Regions from separate parts of the Drosophila melanogaster genome. Here region 1 is linked to region 2. A link is a contact called in public Hi-C data. All regions are on one chromosome and are shown on one strand. Each heading gives the region's core, a stretch centred on a gene start, on an enhancer-like site or on the middle of the called end of the contact. The rest is flanking DNA. Distances are from core to core; before and after follow the strand shown.

The links. Hi-C and Micro-C count contacts between places; a contact is called where the count stands out from the background.
Region 1: a Hi-C map of the Kc167 cell line shows a contact between it and region 2, with 1.5 times the contacts expected there. The contact joins the enhancer-like site here to the promoter of lncRNA:CR45178 in region 2. A contact is called at or near these places in 10 of 107 Hi-C or Micro-C datasets (the Kc167 cell line, the S2 cell line, cellular blastoderm embryo and 4 more).

What each region holds. Positions count from the first base shown.
Region 1 is chr3L:13,684,770-13,691,918 of dm6, reverse strand. The region is part of intron 4 of bru3 (bruno 3); the gene reads left to right. Among named protein-coding and RNA genes, the nearest start is that of mir-289, 68 kb to the right of the region's middle. Within about 2 kb of position 3,273, at least 11 of the 39 cell types and tissues checked have an H3K27ac peak or open chromatin away from gene starts, as enhancers often do. A contact at or near this core is called in the Kc167 cell line, cellular blastoderm embryo and gastrula embryo, where this site is marked.
Region 2 is chr3L:13,552,078-13,559,358 of dm6, reverse strand. It overlaps lncRNA:CR45178 (long non-coding RNA:CR45178), which reads right to left and starts at 1,604. Exons shown (of 2, transcript NR_124933.1): 1 at 1,504-1,604; 2 at 1,258-1,418. All of the region lies in intron 7 of bru3 (bruno 3), which reads left to right.

The DNA of each region.
Region 1 (7,149 bases), core at 2,024-4,523, 130 kb before region 2:
GACCCGCTCCACCTCACGGCAACGCTTCATCATGCTACTGCTGCTCCAGCTGCTCCTCCTGCCGCTCCACGAGGCCCGCATTGTTGTCATTGGCGACCCGGAGAGTCCGTTGCCGATCCGTGGGCCGTGCCTTGCACTGGAGTCCGTAGTTGCTGCTGAATCCTGTGAACGTGCTTTTGTCGTAATCCTTTGAATTTCGTTGCAATAATTCCACTTGAATGTTTATTTGTGTATACAGCACCACGCCCACTCCCGTCCACACCACCCACACCCACGCCCACAGGGAATGGTAGTTGTCGAAAGGGGCAGGGGGAGTTGGTTTATAAGGTTATTGTTTGCGTCATGGGCGTCAGTTTAAAACGCACTCTGCCATCGCCTTGAAATCATAGGCCAGGCCATGCCAGGCCATACTAGCAGTTGCCGTGTAATCTTAGCCATTTGTTTATTCTGCCGGGTGCTGCGAATATCTGCAAATACGCCAAACGACAGGTGGCCTCCTTCCCCCGAGGAAGATGGAGGAAAATGCGAGGAATAGAGAATGAAATCCATAAATTTTTTGCCATTGCCATTCGAAAAACTGGAATCCATAAGCCATTGATGCTTTTTCCATTAGTGACAGCCCGGAATGCTTATATTCTGGCCCAGATCCCCCCAGGCACTTTGTCGTATTGTCGTCCCAGGGACTTAGTCTTCGGTATGGGGTAGTCGGTAGTCTGCTCTTTTCATATTCAATTAGCTTGGCATTAATTTTTGTGGTGCTGATAAGGTCCAGAACTCCAGCGTGCAGCATGCATGTAATTAAAATTGGTTTAACTACGCCCTGCAGCCTCAAATGGGTCTAAGGCGCAACAACTGGGATTAGAGTCCTGCAATTGGGTGATTGGGGAGCAGTTACCACTACACTCTTCGGTGAATAACTTTCTGGGGACTTTAGATACTGTGCATGGTGCAGCCATTTAAGCCCTCAGATTCGGACCCTTCCTGCTATCGAGAGTGTCCATTTTTCGATAGTAGCTTAGTTATCTGCCGGTGCCCCCACTTTCCATTTACCACTACCCAGTTCCCACGCCCCAAATCCAACATCCCACATCCACGTCTGCCAGTCGAATAATCCAAGTCAATCCTAAGCAAAGCGCATTCCATGAAAGTTGCCCAGGCGGCTGGCTGTGTTGTTGGACCGAGCAAATTAACAAAACAAAAGCCATTGCCGAACAATAGGCGCTGCAGTTCGGCTGCTATTTGGCTGTTGGGCTCGGGATCGGGATCTGGTTTGGGTTGGGTGGGTTGGGTTTTGGGCTTGGGCCCTGTTGGCAGTTGGCGAAACAAGCCAAATCCAAATACAAACAGACAGTCTTGACCAAATACCAAAGCGAAAACGAAGAGCTCACCGTTTCTGGGGGCGGAGAGGCTAGCCAGACTCGATGCCTGAATTTATGCAGTGTTTGGTTTGTTATTACCAGGCGAAGGTTGCATTCGGTCCATGGGAAATGCATCAGCAGCAGGAGCTCATTTCCTCCTTTCTGGTCAGGAGGAGCTTGGGAGTGGGCTACGTTAGAAAAACCCGCATCCGAAAGTTGCCCCGTGGCCGGTGTGAAGGCCATGCCAGCTACAGGGTAAACACTGCGAAAACCAAATTGGCCAATCCATCTTTTGATGCCTGCTTTTGTTGTCAAATGACGAAGGCACTTTCCAGAGCCAAGGAAATTAGATTTCTCGTAAACGCCTAATTTCGAAGTTGTGCATTTGTAAAGATATGAACTTCTTTTTTCTCTCTCCACCGAAACTGACAGCACTAAAAAAGTTATTTTCATTCAAATAGTGAAGTTCCTCCTATCTTCATATATGCCGCTTTAAGTGGTGAGTAAAACAAAAGGATATTCTACGCACCGTTAAAAATATATACAATTTATAGTAAATATTCTCAGTTGATATTTTGATTGTTTCTTGTTTTTTCTGTGATCTTTAGAAAATATAATATCACTATATTCTACGCCAATCAATAAAATTATACTAAATAAATAAAACGTAAATTTAAACTCATGTCTTATCATCGCATCGTAAGCCTTTCTCTGCATTTTCTCTCAGTGCAACTGCAGATTGAACGCCTGTTTGCATGCAACCCCCTTTCCGACCATCTCTGCACTTGCAATCTCAGTTTGTGGTTAATATTATGCTGCATTTCTCATTTCGCGCAGGTTGTTGTTGCTTTGCTTGTTGCTATCGTGTGATGTTGTTGCTGCTGCTGGTTTATTATCGCTGGCATTGCCAGTGCAAACACCTTCACTTCACCCCACATCCTGCACCCTTTTGGACTGCATTCAAGGGCTTATCTGTGCGTTCGGTTTTTGGTTGAGCCCCCGCCCCTGCCACTTCCACTGCCACGGCAACTGCAACTGCCGCTGCCCAGTTGCCCAGTCGCCCTGATTCCGATCCTGATCCTGGAGGGCGAAGCGTGGGCCTGTTGTCCCTGTTGTTATTGCAATGTTTTTGACAAATAGTCAGGGAAATGCACACTGATGTCTGTTTATTGTGCCGTGCATGCGGTTTACGTTTATCTTCAACTTATGCAGACAGTTCGCTTCAGCTCAGTTTTGGTTCGGTTAGGCTTTGCCTGGGTGCAGTGTTTCCAGGACATGCTGTGGTCTGAGGAGATTTTTGAGGCACGAGGAGGTGTGGTGGTGTTTGGTCCAGACATATTTTGCTGTGGTTGCCGCTCCTATTCTGTGGCCCAGACCACAAGATCAACTCACTGGTACGACTGCCACTGGTTTAGCTTCTGGTCGCTCTGGCCAGCCGGTCTGTTGTTTGTTCCTTTGGTGCCTGCACTTGCAGTAATAATAATAATCTAATTAAGACCCGAATTTATCGGAAATTAGATGGTAGGCTAATGAAAGGCCAGCTTACTTGGGCTCGACATTTTGAATGGTTTTTCTGCTGCCATCAGGGTAATTAACAACTGTGTGGTGGCCATTCATGCTATCGCCATGTGGTTATAGAACATCGATTTGAGGAAAGTAATTCTGGGAACTCAAAACAGCCCAAATTCTAGATAATCTCCTCTGGGCTTCACCTATTGTGTTTGGGAAAGAAAAAAATATGTGATAACAGCTGGGCCATCATTGAGCGAGCAAAGCCAAGACTGCTTATTAATAAACTTTAAATGCGTTGGAAATCCGCTTAGACTGCAGTTGAAGGGCCTAGGCTTTTAAGGCAGCCAAAAGGGTCCGTCGGAAAAGGAAGAACTTTGCTCTTCTTAGGCTGCCTAAAAGTGTGCAATAAATCATTGATGCCGACTAATTGAGTCGGAAGTGTGTGCGCAGGGCGGACTGCAACTAATTGGCAGGACGAAAAGTATGCAGGGCGCACCGAAACTAATGCAATTAGCCAAGAAATGCCAACATCTTGGCAACTCTTCGTGGCCGGGAAGATACACGTGCTGGAACTATGCAGCAACAAAAGCCAATTACAGCCGAAACAATGGAAAATTATGCACAGCATTTGACATTAGATTAAACCTCGTGACAGGGCCATAAACAAAAGGTTCGAAATTCTCACCGCCCAAAAGTATGGTAAAGCAAACTTTCTCTGCGCCTGTGTTGGTATGCAATGTGTCTCTGCGCTTGTGTGCGAATGCCATGCCTAACTCAATTATGGCAGGGCAAATGTTTTGGCGCAAAAAGCTCAAAAGCCACAGGAACACGGCCCATAAACAGAAAGGACCAACCTGAGCCTGAGCCTGAGCCCGAATACCCTTCGCATCTCCATCTCCTTGCAGCAGCTGCGCCTAATTGCAGGCAACATCAACATCAACAACAGCACACAAACACACACTCTCAAACGGGGGAAAACTCATTTAATACATGCAATAATTTGGTTTATTATTGGCTTCCCCTACCCCAGCCACCATTTTGCCCCTTTGCGCTACATTTGCCATAACTTTTAATTAAATTAAAATGCACAGCTCAATGCCGTCCAAAAGGGAGGCAATAAGGGGCATATACCCATAACGTTAATAACCAATTCGCTTTGTAACCGCTCGAAATGTTGGCCTGCTTTAACTGCAAACATATTTATGAATATTTGAGCAAAAGGCCTAGGCAAAATGGTCGATGGAGTGGGCTGTATTAATCAAGTTAGCGTCGCGAAATGGACTGCGGAATGAGTCCTTAACTATCGAGTGTATAAATTGGTGAGGGGGAGCTAAGGATTTTATCCCCCAATCTTGTCACCATTTCCATCTCACACCTTAATCTCGTAACACCCATACTTCCCAGATGCTCCGCATGGCCAAGTCGTGCACAAAACCAACGCCACTGCACAGGCAGCATATGGTTAGCCAACTTCATAAAAATGCAAACTTATGCTTTTCACAACTTTCGGTGTGTGTTGGGCAACCCTCGTCGCCGTGGACATTCACACACGCACAGCCATACACCTGTAATCCAATTAAAGGTAGCATAGTAGTTGGGTTTTAGCGTGCGGTGCCCCTTGAATCCTCCACAGCCCCCACGACCCATCACTAGCCCCTCCTTTATCTGGGCACCTTAAAAGCTTTTACCAATCGACAACTCGCCTTGATTTTCAGCTGGGAGATGGAGCCGCTTCGGTTCGCTTGCTGGGGATGTCCTGTCGCTGTTCGCGTTTTACGTATACTTAATTTGATTTTTCACACAGGTCCTCGCACCGCCCCCCTCAGCCACCACTCACACACAGCCAGTGGTCATGCTCTGATTTTCCGGGAAAAACCGAGCGAGCAAAAAAAGAGAGGCAGCGGAGAGGCGCTACGCCAGCAGGGAAAGTGAGCGAGGGAGCAAGAAAAATCTAATTTCTGTGCAATTTAACGAGACATTTACGTTTTTTCATTTGATTATCTCCACAGTCAGTTTGGTAACTGGGCAGTCACGGCCACGCCCCTCCTAAAAATAGCAAAACGCGCGGGGAACCCCAAAAAGCGTTGATTGTAAAGATTTGCTGCGCTCCTTTCCTACTCAAAATGGTCTTACCTGGTCATTGTACCTGAATTCTTTAGCATTACGACAGCACTAAAAAGGAGCTAGAGTAATATAGAAACCATGGAGCAGATCCTCCTCCGCCCAGAGCATACCCAATTCGTCCTGGCATTGCAGCTCGGTACTTGCATTTTGTAGCGTACTTGTGTGGGCTGTTGCAGCTAAAACTTTTCGTGTAATTTGTTTTATGTGATTGTCCATTGGCTCCATTTTCGGATTCGCATTAGCCACGGCACTCGGCTTTCGGCCTGTAAGCCGCAAAAGCGCACACACGCTGTCCTTTCGCATCCGGCAGCCCACCCACCTATTGCTACCCAAAAGTATGCAACAAATAGCATATGTACTAGCAAAACAGGAGCAAAATGGGGGTCCAGCTGGGCGGACCCCCTCCGAAGGCACACACACCTTTTGTGTACGTGATGTCATTATGGCCAAAAGGTAAATTTCAACTGTCAGGGACTCTAAACGACTCTTTCGATCTGCTTGCCACTAGCACCACTCCCGTTACCCCTTTGTGGCCGGCTGTGCCACCAAATCGCAACTAACCCCAACGCAAATGCACGTTTAATGTATTTGACATTTTGAAAGTCAAACCGAAAAGCAGAGCAGTGAATGCAGCACAGCATTTAAACATATTGTTCACCCGGCAGTTTGAGTTTGGGTGAAATGCACATTTCTGTGACCCCTCAACTCCCCACCACCTCATCCTTTTTTTGGCCGAGGACATTTGTCATTTGAGTTGACCCGATTTTTGTGGTCCGCCGTCTGTTTTTGCGTCTGTTTAGAGTTTAAATTTCCAGCTAAACCTCCAGCCGAGTGTCCTTGTTGTTGCTGCAAATTTGTAATTTGAATAATGCGTAATTACAAACTGCCCAGTGGAAGTCATTAGAATGGCCAACGCGATCTGTGCAGCGAATCGTGTTTGTACACAGCTTTTTTTTTGCGGTGAATGGTCATGGAGAGAAGTGTGTATGGGTATGGGTATGGGTTTGGATTTGGGTTCGGGAGTGGGAGTGGGACTGCTGGTTCCAATTTTCGAAGCTCCTTATTCAGTGTGTCAGTGCGTTAATTTGGCCCAATGCCAAAGCTCGTTAGTCGGCTCTATAGAGAAGTACAAAAAATGACAATGGGACAGAACATTTTGTCTTAATTAGAAGCGAACCAAATGCAAAGAACAATTAATAAGCCACACAAATTTGACATTCATTGTGACTGAATCAGTCTGCCTTGTCCCTGTCTTTTTCCCTCGCAAGCCACCACTTTTCCAGGCCAAGAAAACATTTGTTTTGTTTATGGCCGTCTCATATAGAACAAGGCTTGAGCTTCTATTTTCCACCCAGCCCCACCGTTTTTTCTACATGCTGTCATTTATTTGCTCTTATTTATGCATTATTTTTATGGGCCGCGTTTTTTTATGGCCCACGTCATTATCCGGACTTGTTGTTGTGTTTGCTTTGACTAAATAAATATTATGGCCATTAACCAAATTGGTCAAAATGGAAATGCCTGGGCTGTGGGAGTAGGTGTCTGCTGTTGGGTTGTGGCGACCTGCTGTCAACCATAAATGTCGTAGACAATTAAAAAGAAGGGCAGAGCTTCGATCTCGCACATGTCCATAGTTGTACGCCAAATGAACTCGCTGGCCGACTAATTGAGCCTGGCAGTGCGGTCAAAAGCAATTAATCAACGATTTTGTCAATTAAAAGGGCGACGACGATGGAGAACACAGTGCCAATGGCGAAGAAAAATCGGTGCAATTATGCAAATTGGTGACACTTTTCCTTCGTTTCTTTTCTAATCTTTGGAAACCCTTTCCTCCAACTTTGACCAACCGTGACCTTGCTTTGTTGTCTCATTAGACGCGTAATTACGGTGCTCTCTTCGTAAAAAGTGCCTGAATGAAGGGGAAATTAAAAATAAATTACATGGAAATCCGTGGCAAGCCGAAATCGAAGAAAACTCCAAAGAAACGAAGCCAACTCAACCCCCAAGAACCTGTAAAAATTAGCGAAATTAATGCGCCAGCGTGGCGAAACTGTCAAACGCATAGGACAATTAATGTTTGTGGTAAAAATAAATCGACTTCAAATATTACCCTTATCAACAAACAAATAATTGTATTATTAAAGAAATCGAAGCA
Region 2 (7,281 bases), core at 355-2,854:
TGACATAAAAAACAAAGCCTCGTATCGCTCATCTACTTAAAAGTGCTTTAAACTGAGCAACACGATGGAAAGGAATTGAGTGTTAAGAATGAGAAGGTCCTGGCAAGTGTCCACCTTGGACGGTCCTGTCGATGATTGATGATGGCGGGTGACACTAATGGTGATTGTTGCTTTTTTGTCACACATCCTGGCGCAAGGAGTAGCATGAGGCCACCTGCAATTTGTTGCCATACATATCCTTTGCCATCGGTTTCGCTTTACATTGTAATAGGGCCTTTATGGACGAGCGCCTAAAACTATGGAACAGCTTCCATGATTTATGATTGGCCTCCAGACATGACCCCAAAAACAATTACTCAAATTTCATATTTACTTCAACAAGGGTTCGGCAAGGGATTCGCAGCAAGTGTTTTCTGGTAGATTAAATGTGTACATTCTACGGGCGGGCTTCATTTTTATTATTTTGGATTGATTAATGTTCGGTGTGCACTGAGGAGGCTCAGCAGTCGAAAGCCATAGGCATAAAATATTGCATTTGCGACTTTATCCAGTGCTTGGCCACTGTCCGCATGCTAATCCCTGACAAACAATCCATTAAAATGCATTCCCAGCGAACCACAACAATCGCCATGTGCCTGTGCCATGTACAAAACAATTGTTAATTAACTTTAGTGGAAAACATTTCTCCGACTGGCTGAACATTGGTTAAATTCCAAAAATTGATTCGCTCGCCACTGAACAATTCGCATTCACACAGGCGGAAGTCATGGCTGAGCATTGAACAAATGCTATTAATGTAATTTGGCATTTATTTATGCATTGGCCATTAAAACAAATAGACACGCTAGCAGCGAATTATAATAATAATAAAATAATTATAATTGTGCTGACAGACAAATGATTTTGCACCGCATATAACAAAAATCGTATTCGATTGATGAGCTGCGCATTTGATGAGCACTGAAAATGCATTTTTACAGGCTCATTTGCATTTAGTTGAGGACAGATGCACTTATATATTTATACAATATATATACGTACATATATGAAAGGATCTTTTTAATCTGCATATAAATCATTTTAATTTATTTGACTACCACTGTTTGGTATTTTGCCATCAAAGCCTTTATTTTCTATGCGAGTTAATCTTGTAATTGGCGGCTTTTCCTTAATGGACTTTCTCCGCCTCGCCGACGGCCATTTTTATTTTAATTAAAAATCAAAAATAATTAGCTATTTGTATAATTACATGAAAATCATTTGCGCCTGGTCGCAGCCATTAATATTTATTTGAAATATATTTACCCACCAAAATTTACCCGCCCACATCCCCGTTCACGGTGTCCGTTGCGTTTGCTCCTTGTTTGTTTGTTGCATTATTTATTTACGTTTCAAACATGTGTCAACATGGCCGCTGGCTAAAAATATATGCAAATATAAATGAGCGCCGAGATAAATATATTGAAAATGGCATAAGCACACACATATCGGATATACACTCACATGTACGCCAGATGAATTATGTTCGCGCCAGGCCATAAATGCATATTTAATTACAAAATTAATTAACATGAAAAATAACTAAAGCAAAAGGTATTATGACAGAAAAACAAAAGTGTCCGCGTTCGGAACTGCCTGTGAATAAAGTTATAAAAACCCGTTTATAATACAGAGTTCAGTCAGACATTGGAAAAATTAAAGACAAATAGCGATTTTTTTCGCATTCGATAATATTTAATTCAATTAAATGTGTTTATGGAAATGTATTTTCCATCTATTCCGGCCAGCTGACTCGCTCCGCTGCACAGCAAACAGCTCAATCATTCCTGTTCGCCTGCCGCCAATGTTCTCTAATCAGTTTTAATTAAATTAATTCCTCAAACTGAACCTACCACATCCACAGGCCACAGTCAGGGGAAAGTTTTTACAGGCCTAACAGGATCGATTCCCAAACCGAAATGAGTTAATATTTGGCCTGTACCGCCGCCACCGCCTAAACCTCTAGCCCCCCTGGGCAAATATCACTTACTTATGTTTAGTCGTTGGTAATAACTTCTGCCTCCTTGGCTGCTTTTGGGCCAAGGACTGCGGCGCCTGCTGTTAATGACACAACCGCAAACAAAGTGCGAAGCCGCTCTTGTTGTTGTGTAATGGCAAAGCTCATTAGCTTTGCTGGCAAACAAGTTTTAAAGCATGCATTTAGGCGCTCTGCGGTTTGACAGCCGCCCGCCTGCAGCCTCTCTCGTTGCGTTGGTGTGCGTGGCTCTCTGTGCGCGAGTGCGTGCGTGTGTGTTTGTGTGCCTGTGTTGACACAACAATTAAAACCATTTAAAATAAAGCATGGCACACTCGCAGGCGGCTGTAGGCGCCAGGACACGACGCAGGACATGGCCGAGCTACGCAAATGCATAAATTCTGCCTTACAGCGTGCGGGTGCGAAAATGCGTTGGTGCGTTTATGTGTGAGCCACTAATTACCATGTCTTTAGCTGTGGCATGGCTTTTGGCATTGCCACTAACCGTTGTTGCAGCCATAAACTGTATTGGGCAGAGGCAATTACAACAGTTACATTTCAGTCACACTTGCCGCGGGAAGATTCAGAAGTCATTAACCTTATTGATTTCTATCAAAAATCGTATTTTTTAATCTAGAAAAATCCATTCTCCACTCGGTTCCACATTTTTTCGGATAAAAGAAATGTATTAAAAAATATGTCGATAAAAAATTCGAATAATTCGATACTTAATTACTTTTTAGTAGGAATCAGAATGGGATGATATATAATTGCAATGCTTGATGTACATATTTAAAGGGAATTTTCTTCTCTTCTCATATTTTACGAAGAGTATTCACAGTTCCGTCTTCGATTGTAGGCCACCTTCCCACAAATGTTATGGCTGATGTCTAACCAAATAATGTTTGGCAATCGTAATTATGTCCTGCCAGGAGGCATTTAAAATCGAACATTCGACTAATGCCTGTAGATGCCGCGCAGCACCCATAAGCCGCCCAGTTCTTACACTTGCCGCCGCCGGGCAGACACATTAAATTTTCAAGCCATGACAAACAGCAAATTTCACTTCAAACAAAAGACAAATTGCCAGAGGGCCAGGACTTTTTCACCGCTTCCTTATCAGGCGATGGCAATCTGCCATCCCACCTAGCCCGTACTCAACTCAACTCCAGGCAACTCAACTCAGCTCGACTCAGTTCAGTTCAGCTCAGCTCAACTTGACTTCAGTTCGCGTCAAGTGTTTGCCGAGGAGAATGAAGCGAACTTATCGAGTTTGGCCCGTTGTTTGCTAAATTGCAAACACATGCTGCTGCCAAGGAGAAAAAACTCCTGGGCGGAGCAGGACAATGGCCAAAGTTAAATCAGGCGTGAAATCAAGCAGGTGTTTCAATTTTTACCAAATTGACTTGACTGCCTTTGTGCTGCTATACCTTTTGAATAGTAGTAGTACTACACTCCCTTCAACTGGATGATGGATCGATCTTGGGTGGGTATTTTGGTCGTTGTCAGGTCGTCTCATTAAAGCGATTATTATGCATTGCATTTCTGATTATAAAACCAAATTAAAAGTTATTCATTCACTGGCCATGTATGTATGTGTGACAAAAAGCAATCATTAAAATTGTTTTAATTTTTATTATTTTACTGTGTGGCATATAATTTTTCATATTTACTTTCTGACAATGGCCGAAGACGAGCGACGGACTCAAATGAACGAACAATGGCACTTTCAGTCCAGCTGTAAAAATCAAACAAACAAGCGACAAAAAATTAATTATATTAAAAAAAAATACTCAATAATAATAACAATAATCTGGTCATGCGTGTACAGTACACGCACTGATTTCGGATATCCCTCAATTGAAAAAAGTGTAATTATTATATAATCATACGTACATATATGCACATTATATAGTCGTTCCGAAGGAGCACTGTATGCGTGGGTGTGTTTGTTGGTTTGATTTATGAACGAATAGAATCGTAATGAAACCAAAAGTTGAATGGAATCATCCTCGAATTCAATGCCCCACCGATCGCTTTTGGCGATTGTTGTCCACATAATTGTGCCTGGCACTGTGCGCTGCATTCTGTATCTGAATCTGTATCTGTTTGCTGTTTGTTGATTCGTTTTTTCTCGGTATATTATGTCAAGCATAAATTGGCATTTTCAACTGGATTTGCATGTTAATTAAAATGGCGCACGCACGGACAGTTGAAAACAAATGCAGACAAGGCATTAAAGCTCCACATCCAGTCATCCAGTTATTCGCTTCACACACACACACACACACACACACACCGAACAGCTAGGCAGGATTCCCCCGCTCCTGGTTGGCATTCTGGACCAGATCGATGACAGGGCCGCCTGCACTTCAATCGCGGCTGGATGCATTTCAAACTGAGCTCTATTTACTTGAGTGTTCGTCGCCAAAGAACAGTCAGGACACGGGCCCCAAAGGATCCCAGTTCAGCGGAGGAGAACGCGACCCGACCAACGACCTACACTTGACTTAACCAGCATTGTCGATTGCAGCAGGGGCCACGCCCCCTGGCAAAAATGGCGGAGCTTTAATGATGATTTCTTTGGCGCTTAAGTCGTTTAAACTTCGCCCCCACTTTTGGCGAGCGACTTGGGTGTTGGGTTTGTTGCCCGTCGCCATGGACTTGACGAGTGCCTTTTTGTGTGTCTGACGGAGGAGTCCTGCGCCTGCTACTCCACCGCGCTCCTCGCCTTTTCTTTTTTTTTTTTTTTATTGCTCAAGTCTCCTTTCATGTGCATTACGGAGCACTCGTCCTCGGCTGCGTCTTCGTCCGCGTCGCTCCTTGAGCTGCTTTAAGCACTTGACTTGGCCTAGAGGAGCTTGGATCCGCCAGCCGATGCCGAAATCCACTTGGTTGACTTAAAGATTGCGCCGGTCTAGATGGAATTATGGCCAAGTGCATAGTCGTAAAGTTCAATATTTTTATAGCTCAGTGTCTGGGTTGTTCGCCTAAAAGCCTGTACTTCTTCATCATTTTGCCATCGTCGTTTTCATTCCCATCTCGTTACCCGCATTCGGTATGATTCCCACAGAAACAGTTATCAGCTATTAAATAAATGTTCAGCTGCAATTTTATTTAATTCATGTGGCAGCCAATTTTATAATTTATTATAAGCAGCCTCTGCCTGTCAGCGATTGTCTGGCCACGCCCACCACAACCCGCCTACCGCGTCGGCCGTTTAATTGACATATTTAAAATATTAAATTGCATCCGTGTGCAAAAATTTAGTGGGCATTCTGTTTGGCTTCGTTTGAATATTTTTAGAGCTGTGCAATTATTAATTTTTAATCACGTAAATAACTCTGCATAGGCAATGTAAATATTAGAGAAACTGGAGAGGGTTGACAGTCAAAGGAATTATAAAGTGGAATAAAATTTGAAACAATCTTTTAAAGCACCGAAAACATTTTGCCTTCAAAGATTTTTGATGATCAGAGATGCAATTTTAATTGAACTTTTCGTATTAGAATTATTTTATCATTTTTTTCCCCCCATTACACATTTGTAACCGCACATAAAAGCCGTAAAGCCTCACACGTGCATTGGTGAAAAAAACGGCTGGTTGAAAAATTAATAACCAAATTTGCAACACAACGACATGACAACAATCACCCCGAGGACATCGGCAGTGGAAGGATATCAGGCTGCGGGCGTCGCTGTATTATTAATTAAATGACGCTTAAAAATATGGCAACCAAAAGCGTTTAGGGCATTCGGCGGGGCCGTCGACAATATTTGCATTTTTTTTGTTGCATTTTTAGTTTTCTGACTGCTGTTGGAAATTTATTATCAGTGACAGGCAGACAGACAAACAGCATCGGTAGCCGTGCAGCAAAAAGACTTGTTGACAAAAAATTAATAAACTAAAAACCGCGGTTATTTACACTCCACTCGATTGCAGGACATCTATGCACAAAGGCTGTGTGTTTCTCTTTTGATTGTGTCAGTTTGGCCTTTCAGCTCACATGTTACCGAATCATTGTGAAATTAGTTTGTATATTTTTGATACATTATATATATATATATATATGTAGCAAGCATTTTTTGTGCTGAGCAGTGGGAATGTCCTAGAAATTAGGCGGCTGTTTATCGCATATTTGGCCATGCATAAAATTCGCTGATTTGCATTGCATAATTTTGGGCGCCCGAGCTGTTTATTTAACTGCTGTGCCTGTGTGAGTGGCCCAAAGGCAAAAGCTTTGATTTATTATGGAGAAGTGCCACTGGCACTAAAGAAGAACTGCTGCTCTTGGCTGAAGCCTTAAATTCATCAATTAATTAACTTGAATAAATATTTCGAAAAATCAATATGAGTATCTAGGTAATTATGTGCTGGCAAAACTTTTATTTTAAAAGCATAATCTTTGTTTTTCCGAATAAATTCATTTTTCTAGAATACCTCCTAGTCATAAATAAAATAACGTGCCGAAAATCCTTATTTCTTACTAATCACCCATGCCATCATCTTTCAACTTTTGGACCCTGCTTTAAAATGCAGAAACTCTTTAGCTTAAAGTTGTTGGAGCAATTAGGGCACGCTTCATTGGCTGCCAAAAGGTACATAAACTACGTGAGTGTGGCTCTGTGTGTGTGTATTTGTGACCAGTCCCTTTCCCTTTTGCTTCTAAGAGATCCAGTCGCAAACCCAGAGCTCTAGACCAACTCAGCTTTTCATGTAAACGCTTGCTTTGCCATTCGTTCCGAGTCATTTCATTTTCACTTTGTTGTTGGCGCACTCGCAAATGTACGGAAGGGGAAGTTGGAGGGGGATCTGGATCTGAGTTCTACAATGCCATTTGCGCCGGCTGCCTTTGGCCCATAGTTCCACCTCACTAGCCACCCATGGCACCGACTTAAAATGACAAACAACATTGGGAGTCGTCGTCGCCGGATCCCTGAGAAGCGAAAAATGCTTTACCAGCGCACACACACTCGCACATAGACGGTGGACTGTAAAGGGGAGAGGGGGGAAACGCGTACATGCCATTGCACAATCATTGGATTCCGAAACATTTCTAGAATATTTAATAAGAAAACTGAAAATCGTTGAAATGCCAGCAACACTCATAATACAGGACTGGGATGGCCCAGGCACGCCCCGAAATGGGTTGTGGGATTCCCCGATAGAAGGCTAAGGTCAAAGACAATATTGAAATGCCAATTGAACTTTTTGCTATTATTAAAATTTTCCGGCTTTAGAGGGAAAGGAGCCAGTAAAACTGTCG